2 separate regions of the Pan troglodytes genome follow, and region 1 is linked to region 2. Evidence: chromatin contacts called from public HiChIP or PLAC-seq data. All regions are on one chromosome and are shown on one strand. The core of a region is the stretch at or near the end of the contact, and the rest is flanking DNA. Distances in the headings are between cores, read along the strand shown.

Region 1 (2,982 bases), core at 249-2,748, 150 kb after region 2:
TTCGAAGGGGCAGTCCCTGGGCTTCCTCAAATACACACACAGCCCCTGGAAGCAGCTGGACTGCCCCTTTACCCACTAATATATGGATGTCCACCATCGTGGCTTGATAGGGGCAGTCCACTCCCCGCACCAAGCCTCGGCTGTTACGGCCGAGTCCAAAGCTGCTATCCAAATAGCGAGTCAGCATCGTCTTGGGTGAATCGGCACCATAGATAGATACACACTCCTGGACACTGACTTCATAGGCTATTCGCTCACCCTGGAACCGAACATCAAAAATCCTCAGGCCGCTGAACACCCCATGGCCAAAGGTAAATGACCAGAGGGAGGATACCACCAGGTTTCCTTGCACACTGTACTGGGAACCCTGGGGCGAGAACTGAAGAGGGGGAAGAGGACCTGGAGAGTTCCGAGACCTCAGGGATGAAGCTCCATTTGGTGGAGGTAGAGGGACTCTAACCACTTCCAACCGGCCAGACTTAAACTCCCGTTCCAACTGGCCCAAGTCTGCATAGTAGTGCCCAAGGTAGAAGACCTGCTGGACAGTCCAGTGGGCAGGGTCCAGGGCCCTGTGGTCCAGTAGTAGCTCCAGCCCCACGGGGTGAAGGAAAAGACCAACCCCTGAGATGTTATGGTAGAGGGCCATCCAGGTAGCTCGGTCCCCTGAGCGCAAGCCCCGAGGGGTGGCATGCACAGCTGCCAGGGTAGAGCCATTGTAGTTGAAGGTGGACGACAGGAAGATGGGTGCCTTGGGTAGCTCCACCTCTTTCAGATGCCTCCACATCTGTGTAAACTCAGCTCTCAGCACCGGGCGACGGTGATAGGGCAGGGGCCCGCCGTGACGCTCCACAGTCACATCCCGCATGTAGGAGGGGTGAGGCAGCGGCCCCACCACCAGCTCACTCACATTGGGCTGGGGTTGTCCACCAAAGAGGACGATGGCCAGTGCCTCCCGGGCAGGTGGGGGGCTCCCCCTGTCCAGGTGGGCCAGGGCTGCAGCCTTGGGGGGCAGCTGCAGCTCCACTGAGAAGACGCAGTTGTCCGAGGGCTGAGCCTGGGCTGCGTCCACCAGCCCTGGCCCCAGCCGCTGGGTCAGAAAGCGCATCACAGCTGTCAGCTCCTCTCGGCTCAGGTCTGCAAACAGCTGGCTCTGGCCAGGGTGTGGCCAGGGCTGGGCCCTATGGGATACAGAGGGGCAGTGGGGAGGCTGGCTGGAACCACCTGGGCTGGTCAGCAAAACATAGGCCAGGGCAAAGATGGTAATGAGGGACAGTGCCAGGAACGCCAGGACTATCTTGAGATGCATGGTGGATGCTGAGAGCTGAAATCAGAGTTCTAACAGCTGCTCCTTCCAGTTACTGACATCAAGTCGGGCTTTATATTCGCTAGGGTGGATAGGAAGGGAGAAAACTCCACCCCATGGGTTGGGCAGGAAATTTCTGACCTTGATTTATGTAATTCTGTTCCAATTTTCTGTCCTGTGGTTTGGCCCAGGGCACTGCTTCCACATGCATAGCCTCTTCCTTGCCCCTGAACTCCCACTGGTAGCAGTCAGTACCAACTACTGATTTCCATCATTTAGACCAGATGAAAGGGAATCTGGGTTAACGATGCTAACCTCCAGTTTCCACCTGGAATGGGTCTCAGGAAGAGTACAAACCTCAGATGCCCAATTAAGTTCTGCAGCCTGCATGCAAGCACTAAGCTGTCCATTTTCCTACCTCCTGGCAGGAACTGCATCCCAACAGCTCCAGCATTCACTGCCATGTTCAGCAGTAAGCAATGAATTCTACTTGTTGCCTAATGCCAAGCCCTTGATTTGTAGTCAGGCCATTTCCATCCAGTGGAGTGGCTGAGGGCCTGGGCTTAGTAATCAGGTTTGTCCACCAATCCCAGTTCCCTCAGCTGTGTAACCTTAGCGGAAATACTTATCCTGAGTCTCAGTGTCCTCATCTGTAACAAATAGATACAACTATCCTATAGATTCCTGAAGATTAAATGTGATCGTGCACATTAGGTACTTAACAGCCTGGCACAGGGGAGGCACTCACAAACTGCTAGCTTTTGGTAGTCATCTCTGAAAGAGAACAGAGCAGGTGCTCCTCCATTGTTCAAGACCTTAAACTTTTTTTACAGAGACAACGAGGGGATCATTGGAAACCAGAAGGCTACTTGCAAGGTGGAAGATGAGGAAACTTTATTTCAGAGGGAGATAGATTCCTAGGCAGCCCTCCAAGTAATCTGAAAACCAAAACTAGGAGTCTCCTCAAGAAACTGAAGACATTATTCAGGAAGAATTAGTATAAGGTAAAGAAAATAACTGGGTAGGACACGCCTCGAACCAGTTCATTCCTTACACATGGAACGATAGCAGCCTCTACTGGCAGTTCATGGGTATCACTCGGGAAGGAAGGAACTAGGATCTTCTGAAAGTAGGGAGAGAAGGCAGCTTAGGTCTGGGAAGAGCTAACTTTCCCGTAATTCAGACTGAACACAAATGAAGCACCCAACCTTGCTCAGTAGGCAGAAGCCTCAGTCTTTCCACTATACTGGGGAAAAGATTCAGCTCAACTGGCATAAGGACACACAACAGGGTGGCTAGGTGTCCATGGAGGTGGGTGTCCAAGCGTGCACACGTACAAGCATGAGTACATCCCTAGCCACCAGAGCATTGCACCAGGGTCTGCGGCTTTAGAAAGAGGTCAAAGTACCTGTATTTTTAATAATTTCTTGACATGGTAAAAGAATTTTACATTATGATCCACGGGTGATAGGGTGAGGAGGAGGGGCAGTGGAACAATCCAACAAACGAAACAGGAAACTGAGAAACACATGGAGGGAAGGGGGAAGGGTTTTAGCTGGAAGGGATCTGGAGGGTGGGTGGGAGCACTGCCCAACTAAAATGCAATTGGTTTGTTACTGAGTACTATTCGTGGGAAGACAGCATCCTGACTCCCTCTCTACAGAATATTGGGAGTAAAA
Region 2 (3,444 bases), core at 613-3,112:
AGCCAGGCGTGGTGGCAGGTGCCTATACTCCCAGCTACTCGGGAGGCTGAGGCAGAAGAATGGCGTGAGATCCCGCCACTGCACTCCAGCCTGGGCGACTCCGTCTCAAAAAAAAAACAAAAAAAACACAAAACACTGTACTAAGACAGTGTATGTCCCCAGACTAAAGGGCCCAACAGGTGAGTAAAATTAATTGGGGAAGACTTGCTTTCACGCACTCACAGACTTTTTGAAACCTATTGTATTTATCCTTGAGGGTGGAACAGTGGAAGAGGGCAGATCAGACCCCATGCCTGTGTTTACTGTGGATGGAAAACAATCTTTACCCAACACTTAAAAGATGGATCAAAGGCAACACTGGAAACCATAGCCACTTTATGAGTTGAAGATGAACAATTTGGAAATGATATCCCTTCCTGGTGTTGGAATGGCTGCAAGGTCTATCTCCTTATTCAACAGAGCAGGGAGAAGAAATTTAAATTCTAGTTCTTGAAATGCTCACCTTGTGGGCATTAGGTGATTGTAGTTATACACTTTCACAAAAGATTTTATCTTTGATCTCTTGGCGATCTTCTTCTTGCCCATGGCAGCTGTCACTTTGCGGGGGTAGCGGTCAATTCCAGCCACCAGAGCATGGCTGTAGGGGCGATCTGAGGTGCCATCATCAATGTTCTAAATGAGTAAGAATTACATTTGTTATTCACTGAGGGCCTATTTAGGCCCTGTGTTAGAGGTAGGGCAGTGTCCAAAAAATATTTCCACCCTCAGGTCTCCAAGATCCACCATTATAAAGAGAAAAATCACAGAAAGCTATGAGAAATAACCAAAGAGAAACAGAACAGTGTTTATCTCCATCAGGAAGCATCTGGAACGGCTTATTAGAGGTAAGAGATTTAAAAGTAGCAACAGTTAACATTTAAGAAGTACTTGCTATATGCCAAGCACTGCTCACAGGACTTGGTATCTATTCACTTGCTCCACTGCTAGTGAAGTGTACAGCCAAGGTTAAGACACCACAGCCTAACTCCAGAGATCAGTCTCAGGAGATGGGAGAGGGGAATCCAGGGGCACTCCAGTGTCCCCACAACAACAAAACGCAGTGGTGTATGTGGCCAGAGCCTAGGGAACTCTCTCAAGAAGCTACAAAATCATGGATAAGAGGAAAACAGTGAGGGGCTACGTGACCTTTCTAAAAGCAATTTCCTCCTCTTCTTACAGATTCCCAGCTGCAGCACTTCAGGTAAATAACAGAACACCTCCAAACCTTAGCAACAGGAAGGAACCCCCTATAGCTGGGGATGGTGGCACGCACCTGTAGTCCCAGCCACTCGGGAGGCTGAGATGGGAGACTCGCTTGAGCCCGGGAGGTCGAGGCTGCAGTGATCACGCCACTGCACTTAGCCTGGACAGAGATCCCGTCTCAAAAAAAAAAAAAGAAAGAAAGAAAAGAAAAGAAAAGGAATCCCCTATGATTACTTCAAGGACTGCACATGACAATACCTGAAAGGCAGTGGGAGCACATAGCAAGCGTGCAATGTCAGCCACTATTACTATATATTTAAAGCCTCTGGTGGAGAAGGCTTTATGCGTTGGGAGCCCAATTCAGCTCACATTTGCTTTTACTGTGCTTTTTCCTCTCTCAAAAGCTCTCCCACGTTCACCCTGACCGTGCTCACTGGCTACTGCCCCAGAAACAGGCCTTGAATTCCAAGCCTGTCCGCCCCGCCGCAGCCAGCCTGGTCCCGGGATGCAAGGACGCAGAGTCCCGCGAGGCTGATACCTTCACGATGACAGCTTTGCGTCCGGAGTAGCGTCCAGCCAGGACAAGCACCACCTTCCCAGGTTTCATGAACTTGCCCATTTCTGCAGAGAGCAAGGAGAAAGGGCCACTTAAAAATCCGTAAAGCCAAAGATGCCCAGAGCTGACTCCTGCCAGCAAGCCCAGGTCTTGCGCCGGAACTTCAGACTGTGTTCACTGTCGCCTTGGTCCAGGCCGCCCGAGGGCCCTGCTCGCAGGACAGGATCGGATACGTAGCCGCCAGAGACCTAGGGAAGGAATGCACCCGGCGCCGCCCGGACCTTCGACCCCCAAGCCGCGGATGGCAGCGGATTGAAAGATTCAACCCATGCTTCTACTTACCGGCAGCAACCACCCGGGCCTACAGCAAAAAGGAAAGAAGGACACTTCCGCTAACCTTTCACCCCGGTGAGGAGTGACCTCACTTCCTGTCCCGCCCTTCAGGCTTCGCCACGCTGATTGTGTGGTGCTGAGTCTCGTGTTGCGGGCGGAAGAAGCTCATGAGGGAAACGCCGGGCGCGGCAGCTCAAGTATTCGAATGAAGCTTTATTAGCAGCTCCAGCAGTAGACAAGAGCAAAGGAGACTCCTCCCGGCCAACGGAAGAGCTGGGAGGGCGACTGTGCTGTGCGCTCTGGACTCAGCAGCTAGGCTTTGTTGTAGTTCCTTTCTCTGGCGCTAGGAGGGGGAACACAATCTGAAATTTACTTTTTCTCTTGGGAGACACAGGGAAAAAAATAGGGCATTTATTGGTGCCTGTCGGGGGCACTGTTAGCTAAAGAGGGAGGGACAAAGATCAGTAAGGGTGGCTGGTCCGATAGTAGTGGGTTATCAGAACTTATCAACGTTAGGGTCACTAAAGTTGGTATACAACCCCCCACTGCTAAATTTGGTTTTAAAAAAACAAACAAAAAGGATATTTACCCCCAACAGTTAAAGTCTAGTGGTGTCACTGACATTACCAACTAGAATAAGCATGAGGGAGGTAGAAGAGAAGAATGGCAGCTGCTTACCCTATGCCAGGTCAGGTTAATCTATTTATGCACATAATCTGATTTGGTCATCATAACACTAAGAAATAGATACTATTATTATCTCCATTCTAGAGTCGAGGAAACTGGCTTAGAGAGATTTGCCCGAAGTCTATAGTGGGTAAATAGTGGAGCTGGGGCTCAGCCGCAAGCAGTTCAACTCCTGAACCCATACTGTTTACCATGTCACCATCCTGAGCAGCGATTCTCTCCCAGGCAAGATGTGAGCACTTTATACAAGCCGGCAGCCTGTTTAATCCTCACAACTCTGCATCTTGGGCATTCTCCTCCCATTTAGACATGAGGAAATTGCAATTCAGAGAGGATAAATTGCTTGTCTGAGGTTAATCCTAATCAGTGGCATAGATGGGATTCAAATCTAGGTCTGAATCTAGGTCTAGTTGGCTCTCAAACTGAATTATTTCCCATCACTCACCAGAAGAGCGTTTTCACATGGTACCTTATGTGCTTTCCGAGTTTAAGGGAAAGATAAACTATCTCACAGTTTTTGCTTATCTGAACCTATAGGATTTGTCTTGGGCAAGATGTGGAACAACCAGGATTTCATCAGTTCTCTCCTGAAGCTCTCCAGTGATACAATTTTCCCTGTATCCCTC

Evidence for each region. HiChIP or PLAC-seq counts read pairs in DNA pulled down with a chosen protein or histone mark.
Region 1: an H3K4me3 HiChIP or PLAC-seq map of stem cell-derived excitatory neurons shows a contact between it and region 2, with 8 times the contacts expected there. The contact joins the promoter of AOC2 here to the promoter of RPL27 in region 2. A contact is called at or near these places in 1 of 7 Hi-C or Micro-C datasets (stem cell-derived neural progenitor cells) and 1 of 1 datasets of contacts at active chromatin or transcription factors (stem cell-derived excitatory neurons).

What each region holds. Positions count from the first base shown.
Region 1 is chr19:25,300,304-25,303,285 of NHGRI_mPanTro3-v2.0_pri, forward strand. It overlaps AOC2 (amine oxidase copper containing 2), which reads right to left and starts at 1,499. Exons shown (of 4, transcript XM_016931763.4): 1 at 1-1,499. The coding sequence starts at 1,306. PSME3 (proteasome activator subunit 3) reads right to left here. Exons shown (of 11, transcript NM_001251895.5): 11 at 2,173-2,982.
Region 2 is chr19:25,151,335-25,154,778 of NHGRI_mPanTro3-v2.0_pri, forward strand. RPL27 (ribosomal protein L27) reads right to left here and starts at 1,863. Exons shown (of 4, transcript XM_001159277.8): 1 at 1,781-1,863; 2 at 503-672. The coding sequence starts at 1,861. It overlaps LOC112206032 (a long non-coding RNA gene), which reads left to right. Exons shown (of 4, transcript XR_002940173.3): 2 at 769-884; 3 at 1,219-1,240; 4 at 1,647-2,726.